Regions from separate parts of the Macaca mulatta genome. Here region 2 is linked to region 1. The links are chromatin contacts, called in public Hi-C maps. All regions are on one chromosome and are shown on one strand. The core of a region is the stretch at or near the end of the contact, and the rest is flanking DNA. Distances in the headings are between cores, read along the strand shown. Region 1 holds the start of HELQ (helicase, POLQ like). Region 2 holds the start of COQ2 (coenzyme Q2, polyprenyltransferase).

Region 1 (4,442 bases), core at 1,025-3,524:
ACAAAAATGATGTCTGATAAGAAAGTGATTGTTGCAATGCTTTGCTCAGATTGTAGATAATGAAAAAATTTTTAGATTTAAGAAAACTTGTAACACAATAGATAACATACGGCATTCTTAAATGAGTGCAATCCCTAATTTATCCATCTCCATGTCTCTATCAAGTATTTTTTCACTATTTTTATACATAATGGCCCATGACTTACTGTAATAAAAGGTTGTTTTGACTTTATCACCCCAGGCTACTATATAAGTTTGCATTAGCCTTTCTGGCTTTTCTGTTACCACCACTGCCCTAATGCTTCTGCCACAGTGCCTCCCTCCTACTGTCAGTATGGCTGTCTCCAGGATAGAGGTTCTTAATCTAGAAATGGCTCTGAAGCCCATGACTCCCTGTAATCGTATGCAAAACTTCAAATGAATGGAACTTTGTGCCTTTTTCTGTGGAGAGGGTCCATAACTTTGATTAGAGACAAAGTGGGATTTATGAACTAAAAAAGGAATAATGTCCCTTTACTTTCTTAAAGTATGGTGCATGGATTAGATTACCAAGACAGATGCTCAGAGAAACTAGACAAGTTCTTTTGTTTTTTCCAATTCTTCAAACTTTCCAATTTACATTCAGCTCACGTGACTACTATTCAGCTCTGTGCCAAGTGCTTTGTATGGTCTGATTAGTGTCAAAGTACCTTTGCATGTAGTAAGAACCTGTGCTTTCAAGTCCATGCTAATACTATAGCCAACCTATAGCTAAGCTTTGTACAGTCTCTTTTCAGTTATCTAAAATTCTACTCACCCAAACTACCTTTTAAAATTCCCAAATCATTTGCTTATAAAGGGCTATGTAAAGAAACCGATTCCCAAATCACATATCCTTAAATTTAAGATCTAGGAAGAAAAATATGGTATTATAGCAGCTTTGCTTCTAATCTAGGAATTCCCCTAGTTCCAAACTCAACTGACTACAATCAATTCATCATCATTTCTGAACTCAGAGTAATTATCTAATTGTTTTGTCCTACAGCAGAACTCTATTCAAGTAGCTAAAATAAAAGATGTTAGAGTCTAATACCAGTTCTCGTTTTAAAAAGAAAAAAACATTTGGTCATATTTGCAAATGCCTTACTAATAGAAAAAAAAAATTCTTACCAGGTCCTCGTTGCTGGATACCTGTTTATATTGTGAACAACCTCTTCTCCAAAGCACTGTGATTAAACAGAAACAGCAATTAACTATTTATTTTTCATAGCTGAATAGCTAAATATTTTTGTTTTTATGGAGACAGGATGAACTAAGGGACACGATATTAAAGGTTTTGTATTCATTATATTCAGAATGACTGGTTAAAAACCTTTATATTTGGGACAGAGTAAGACTCAACATGGGTGTGCTTTCCAGGGCTTTGGGGCAAAAGCACGTATTTTCCCACCCATACCTGCTCTCTTTCTGACATTGATTTTCCCTTCATTCGCATGGTTAGAGAAAATTCTTAATGCAAATTCTTACAGGAGAAGCAACAGGCACTATCATACAAAAAGAAAATGAGTAACAGACCCGTCCCAGAGAGAATTTATAGAGAAACACAGAGAAGATAAAATGGCAAAAATTACACAATTTTGTTCTGTTTGGGGACCTTAGACAACTGGAATTTGCTACTGGGCGACTCTGGAAATGCCCCTTCCTCACTAAGATTATCCGGAGATCTTAGGAAAGTCTCTGCTTTTTAATTAAGAACCACTCTAGCTTCCTCATACGTTTAAAGAAAGGAGTGGATTAGACGACTCTAAAACAGTCAAAGGCGATTACAGATTCCCAACCATCTTGGAGAAAATTGCCTAGAAACTAGAGTCGTTTTGCTAACAGGGACGACTCCACCAACCATTAGGACTAAGGTTAATGCCTGCAACGCTACAACGGAGCATAGAATATGGAGACTTTACCCGTTTGAGTCCCGAGATGTGTAAGGCTGACAGCAGCCGTTACCAGGCGTGTCAACTTCTTCCTCCCTAGACCACCGCAAACAGCAACCATAGCTGCCATGGTTCCGCGTTTGTTCCACTTCCTTTCGCTCCGAATCGTTCCGAAAGGCCCCTTCCTCTGCTTTTCCGCTGTGGACTCGAGTACGCGGTTCAAAGGTTCCGCAGGAGAACGCTGAGGACCCGCGAGAGTAGGTGAGGTTTTTCAATACGCATGCGCAGCACCTTTCTGTTCTAGCCCTCGCTACGCTGCAGGTCACGTGAGGCTTATGATTGGAGAAGGAGAACGTAGAAGTTTATGCTTGCTTCCGGTCCGCGAGCCCAGAGCACTAACTTGGGGTCTTTTCCCAAGGTGGATGTAGAAGCGGGCGCTGGCCTCCCACTCTCCTTTCCATTTGGGCTTAGCTTCTGGGTCACTGAGAACGACGTCTGAATAGGGCCCTGGATCCTTGCCATGGATGAAGGTGGTTCCCGCATCCGCCGGCGGGTGTCTCTCCCCAAAAGGAACCGTCCAAGCCTGGGGTGCATTTTTGTCGCTCCCACCGCGGCCGAGCTCGAGCCCGGAGATGAGGGGAAAGAGGAGGAGGAAATGGTGGCTGAGAACAGGCGGCGGAAAACCGCGGGCGTACTGCCGGTCGAGGTACAGCCCCTTCTACTCTCAGATTCCCCCGAATGTCTCGTCCTTGGAGGTGGTGATACAAACCCGGACCTCCTACGTCGCATGCCCACTGACAGAGGGGTGGGAGACCAGGTACGAAGGGCTTGGAACTTGAAACTGCAAACTTTTGGCATCCTTCCCAGATGCAAAGAGTTGACCAGTTTTATCGCCTTCGTTTACTTTTCTTTACCACTGTTAATCGGCACTTAGGAGGTATTGATTGCCTCTATATAAATATGAAATGTAAACCCCGAGACATAAAAGTTGTACACGCAGCAAATAAGTGGCTGACGGAAACACAAATCTAGGCTTCCAAATAACTGCAGCTCCTACTGTACAAATAAAATCTGCTGTTTATTGAAGACCCATTATGTTAAACTAGTTACATTGTCTAGATTTTACAACAGTAATCAGGCCCTGAAAAGTTGAGATACTACAGTTCTTGCTCCAAATCCTGTTGTCGTAATCACTTTACTATATTGCTGCCTCCAGGTTTGTTTTTCTAATGTGTAGTAGACCACTCCAAGTCAGTATTCAGATTATCAGTCTCAATTCCAAATTCCTAGGAACTCCTTGGAGTGTCTAGGGGTACAACCATGTTTCTGTTACAGGCCAGTCTCTGTAGATTGTAGTCTGAGAGGGAAGCGCTGCAGTTATCAGAAACTTCGAATGCACTGACATTTCAGTAGACGTCTGCCAGTCTTCCTGCTGTTTTAGTATAGCTTTAACAATTAGAATCTGGCCAAGTGCGGTGTCTCATGCCTATAATCCCAGTGCTTTAGGAGGCCGAGATGGGAGGATCACTTAAGCCCAGAAGTTCGAGTTCAAAACCAGCCTAGGCAACAGAGACCCAGTCTCTATTAAAAAAAAAAAAAAAAAAAAAAAAAGAAAGAAAAAAAGAAAAAAGAAAAAAGTGGCTGCAGCCACTGCACTCCAGCCTGGGTGACAGAGCCAGACCTTGTCTCAAAAATTAGAATCTCAGTATCATCGTAACACTCCTAAACCCGCTGTTTAGCCAAGTAATTTAACCTCTTTGGGCCTCCATTTCTTCAGCTGTAAATTGGTGATGATATCTATTTACATATAGGTCTATGATCCATATGTGACCATATAATTATATACTTGGTACAGCCCTAGGCTGAAGTGTTTTTTGGGTTTTTGTTGTTGTTGTTGTTGTTGTTTTTGAGACAGAGTCCCACTCTGTTGCCCAGGCTGGAGTGCAGTGGCACGATCTCGGCTCACCGCAACCTCTGCTTCCCAGCAATTCTCAGCCTCAGCCTCCAAGTAGCTGGGGCTACTGGAGAGTGCCAGTGTGCCCAGCTAATTTTTATATTTTCTGTAGAGACTGGGTTTGACCATGTTGGCCAGGCTGGTGAAGCTTTTATTCTTAATGAAACTGGAATTGACCATAAGCGTGTTTGTTCTCTTTGCAGCATAATGACAGTGAAGAGGACATGTTTGGTGACTATGATAGCTTTACTGAAAACTCCTTTATAGCTCAAGTTGACGACCTGGAACAAAAATATATGCAACTTCCTGAACATAAGAAACATGCTACAGATTTTGCCACTGAAAATCTTTACTCAGAAAGTATCAAAAACAAACTCAGCATTACTACCATAGGCAACCTTACTGAATTACAAACTGATAAGCACACAGAGAACCAGAGTGGATATGAAGGTGTCACTGTTGAACCTGGAGCTGATCTTTTGTATGATGTACCTACCTCACAGGCCATATACTTTGAAAATTTACAGAAGTCTTCAAATGATTTGGGCAATTGTTCTATGAAAGAAAGGGATTGGAAG
Region 2 (4,442 bases), core at 996-3,495, 170 kb after region 1:
CAAGTAGCTGGGACCACAGGCATATGCCACTATTCCCAGCTAATTTTTGAATTTTCAGTAGAGATGAGGTCTCACTATGTTACCCGGGCTGGTCCTGAGTTCCTGGGCTCAAGCAATTCTCTCACCTGGGCCTCTCAAAGTGCTGGGATCGTAGGTGTGAGCCACAGTACCTGGCCAGAATAATTTTTGACCAAACATTTTGGCACTATGGCCTAGCCAAATTAACATGTAAAATTAACCATTTCAGTTCCTGTGTGTAATAGGTTTAAAACAAAATGAATTCCTGCCCAATCCAAAATGAGGAATTGGAGCCTTACAGGCCCTTTTAGAGAAAGCCTAGTCTCTGCCTTTTCTGAAGAGTTTGCAGCAGTTAAATGGCTTTCCCAAAGGCATACTGTGCCTTGACATTAGTCCAGAGGAGACTCCTGAAAGTTAGGGCTCTACTCTATGTGACTGTTCTCTTGTTCTACAAATTAGCAGAGTGATGTCTCAGTTTCCTGTGCACTTTAACTGGACCAAATATCTTAGGATTGTATCACTTCTGGGAAGGGTCAGCATCATGGGTACCTGTGCAGTCACCCAGGGCCTACGCTAAGAAGGACCTTGTACTTGGTTTAATGTCTTGCTGTTGCCATCTTGAAATTCTTAATATATTTCTTTAAACAAAGAGTTTGGACCTAAATTGGATAGTCACGGATGCAATACATGACTAATATTACACCCTTTTCAGGTTTGAGTCAGATCTAAATCGTCTCCCATCTAAACAACTAGGAGTGTTACTCAATTTCCTGTTGGCCTTTATTCTTTGCAGGCAGGAGAAAGGCTAGGTACCCCCTGCCTCATTACACTAAAGTGGCCAGGCATCCAACTTGCTGTATTTAAGATGTGCAAGAAGTCACAGAATCATTGTACAGGTTTTATGGAAAGGAGCCTAAAGACTAAGTCAACTTCCTGGAACATTAAAATCCAGACGAGTGACTTGCCTAGGGTTACTCAGTGAGAGGTTAAATGAGATGATACATGTAAAGTGCCTGGCACACAGCGGTATACAGAGTTGCTTATGAAAGATTGCTGATCATCTGAGGCAGGAGGATCGCTTTAGCCCAGGTGTTCCAGACCAGCCTGGGCAACACAGTGAGACCTCCTCTCTACGAAAAATTAAAAAATTAGCCAGCCATGGTAGCTCGTGTCTGTAGTTTCCAACTATTTAGAATGCTGAGATGGGAGGATTGATTAAGCCCAAGAGGTGGAGGCTGCAGTGAGCCATGATCCCTCCACTGGTCTCCAGCCTGGATGACAGAGCAAGACTCTGTCTCAAAAAAAAAGAGTGATGACTTTTCAGCTCCAGGTTCTTAGCGTCACACACGCTGGTTGTCTGCTGATTACACGAACTCCTTTGAAGGGCTGTCAAATTTAAAATTTTCACTTGTGTAATGAGCATCCCTTAATCCTGAATGCGGTTTTAATTAACAGTCTTGTATGTGGCCACTTGGTGCCCTTTTTGTTTTAAAATGGCTAAACGTGTATGCAAATTCTTTTGGATTCAGTACGTTTTTCAAAGCTTTTTTTTTTTTCCTGGTACAACTGTTTCATATGTATAAACACTATCCTTTTCATTTTATGGAGAAAGCTAATAATAGTGTTAAATTATAGGGGGCCATTGTTTTGAACTAAGTTCCTGCACTAGGTCTCAACAGATCAGACTAAGAATCAAGAGTCACCCATGCTAAAGTTCCAAGTCACCAAACTAAAACTAAGTTGTATCTGACATTCTGAGAAGTCAGGAAAGAGAGACAACAGCCAATTTTCCAACCAGGCCGTTTCAAAATGCAATCGTCATGACAATTAAGTTTCCTGTTTTAGTCCTTAACCTGGAGTAACCTGATGTTAACCAATCAGTTACTTCTCTACTGTTGTTTCCCTGTCCCCTCCTCGCAGTGAAAGTAATTTGAAGTGACCAATACGCTTTTTGTTCTTCGCTTCTGCTTTCTTCAGCCCTTTTTCTGTCTATAAAGCCAACTTCCTCCGCTCGACTCTTTGGAACACTTATTCTATTTTATGGAATAAGGTGTTGCCCGATTCTATTTTTTGTTTGTTTCCTCAGAGACCCCTGTTTTAGTGTTGCCCGATAACAGAATCACAAAGTCAATCGAGATCGAGTTGTAAAAAATTACAACTACATTTGTCGTAATTTTTTTGCCTTTTGCCAACAGGAATTCCTTTTACATTAAGTATTCCTCCTTTACAGTAAGCGACCACGATGACCCCTTTTTCTCAAGTAAGGATGAGGAAAGCTTCTGTCCACGCCGCCGCCCAGCCTGGCAGACTTGGATTGCATCCTGCGGATGCCACTGCGCATGCCCGCTGGGGAATGACGTCAATCCGAGCTCTCCCGGCCTCCCCAGCGCCATGCTGGGCTCGCGAGCCGCGGGGTTCGCGCGGGGCCTGTGGTCTGTGGCACTGGCGTCGCTGCCGGGCTGGCGGGGCCGCTCCTTCACCCTGGCGCGTGCGACCGGCGCGCCCCACGGTGGTGACTTGCAGCCCTCCGCCTGTCCCGGGCCGCGCGGGCGCCAGCTCAGCCTGTCCGCTGCGGCGGTGGTGAACTCCGCGCCCCGCCCCCTGCAGCCGTACTTGCGCCTCATGCGGTTGGACAAACCCATTGGTGAGTGCGGGCGGGCGGGCAGCCCGGGAATTTGCAAGTAGCAGCCTCCGACTCCGCTCCGCGGAGCTGTCCGCGGCGGCCGGCCCGGAAGTGATGGAAATGAGAGCATGAAAGCTTGGGCTTGGCTGCCGACTGCCGTGCGCCCAGGGGCGAGTCGCTTCGGGACACGCAGTCTGGACAGTCTCCTAAAGGACTCGACAGTTTCACGTCTGTCTGCATCCTGAGCACCTGAAGCGGGGCAAGATAATTCTCTTTCCACAAATACTTGTTTAAATGGTGACTCAAGCGGAAGGTTCCGTTCTCGTGGCCCTCATTTATTTATTAGAATGTTTGATCCTCCCCGCAATCTTGTAAGGCCCACAAAGACAATAATTAAGACAGTTAAGACGCTGAGGAAACTAAGGCTCCTCGTCAGAGCCAGACTAGAAGAACTCTGTGTTTTGATACTGAGTCGGAGCTCTTTTGCCTGTGTCACCCATAAGGCAAAGATTTAATTCATTTGAACGCAGCAGAGACAGCGCTTACGGACTGCCTGTCAGCTCACAATCGCCCCCGACAGGAAGATTTCCCTGACTTTCTTATTTTAATTAACACCTACCAACCTCACTTTCTATCGCTTTATCCACAATTTTTCTTAATAGCACCACTAACCTTATGCTCTTATTGGTTGATTGGCTACTCAAGTAGTGTTAAGTGAATTAATAAGTTCCTACTACATTGTCCGGCCATAGAGATAGAAAGAGCTATGGAAACTCCTTGCTTTCAAGGAACTCTGGTCTAGTTGAAAAAGACTATTTGGTGAGCTAGGAAAATATGGATCAAATATGAGTGGTACAGATAGCAAGTGCTACAGGGAAAAAGAGAAATTGCTGTGGGTCCCTTGCTGGAAAGTTTCAAGAAGAAATTATACTCCAAGGGACAAGTTGATTTTGCAAAGGAGAGAAGAGATCTTAGTGCGAGAAGTATTTTTGCAAAGCACCAAGGATGGGGTGTTAGAACACTACGATTATAAGCCTGACCTGGAACACCAAGTGGGTGTGGAAAATGGGAAACGAGACTAGACAAGAACGGGTCTGAAGAAGCTGGATAACGTGGAGGGAGAAGTGGAGGATGAACTCCAGCCAATCTAGATGATGACATTTGCCATTGCAGTGTATGGGGATGTATTCAAAGGCCTAGGTACATTCACTCCACTTTTGCCCATACAAGACCCAAATTAGGCCTTGCTTTTGGTATTCTAGATTTATGCACGACCTATTTGGGATTAGAGCACTAAGTTATAACAGTCAGCTATTAAAACATAAAAGCCCATTGAATGATAGGGACAGCCCTGACATCATTGGGAGGCTGTGTATGACCCCCATGCATTTTGGGGAGATTCATGTTGAGAGGCATACATTTCCAAGCCCAGTTCCAATCTGAAGCCTGACTATAATTCTGTTCTTGGAGTCTGTGGCATGGAGTGGCAGTGTAGGCTTATAGATGAACATCTGCCATTATTCCCATTTCCCCAGTTAAACCTCTGGCTTCTATCTTAGTGGCTGGACCTTCCACCGTGTAACAGGAGGCAACAAAGGGGTTATGAACAAAACTCTGGCGCCAGACCTCTTGGATGTGAACCTCCACCCTGCTTATCTAGGGACCTTGGTTAAATTACTTCACCTCTCTGGGCATCCATTTATCATCTGTAAAATGAAGATACTATTAATGATAATGTGGACTTTGTGAGGTCATGAAAATTCATTAATAGATGTTAAGTGCTTAGAACAGTGCCTGTCAT

Evidence for each region. Hi-C and Micro-C count contacts between places; a contact is called where the count stands out from the background.
Region 2: a Hi-C map of CD4 T cells shows a contact between it and region 1, with 2.7 times the contacts expected there. The contact joins the promoter of COQ2 here to the promoter of HELQ in region 1. A contact is called at or near these places in 2 of 14 Hi-C or Micro-C datasets (CD4 T cells and blood).

Annotation. Positions count from the first base shown.
Region 1 is chr5:50,286,447-50,290,888 of T2T-MMU8v2.0, forward strand. HELQ (helicase, POLQ like) reads left to right here and starts at 2,275. Exons shown (of 18, transcript XR_013417853.1): 1 at 2,275-2,727; 2 at 4,068-4,442. MRPS18C (mitochondrial ribosomal protein S18C) reads right to left here and starts at 2,087. Exons shown (of 6, transcript NM_001266126.1): 1 at 1,941-2,087; 2 at 1,150-1,205. The coding sequence starts at 2,040.
Region 2 is chr5:50,457,121-50,461,562 of T2T-MMU8v2.0, forward strand. It overlaps COQ2 (coenzyme Q2, polyprenyltransferase), which reads left to right and starts at 2,246. Exons shown (of 8, transcript XM_002808408.4): 1 at 2,246-2,387; 2 at 2,390-2,662. The coding sequence starts at 2,261.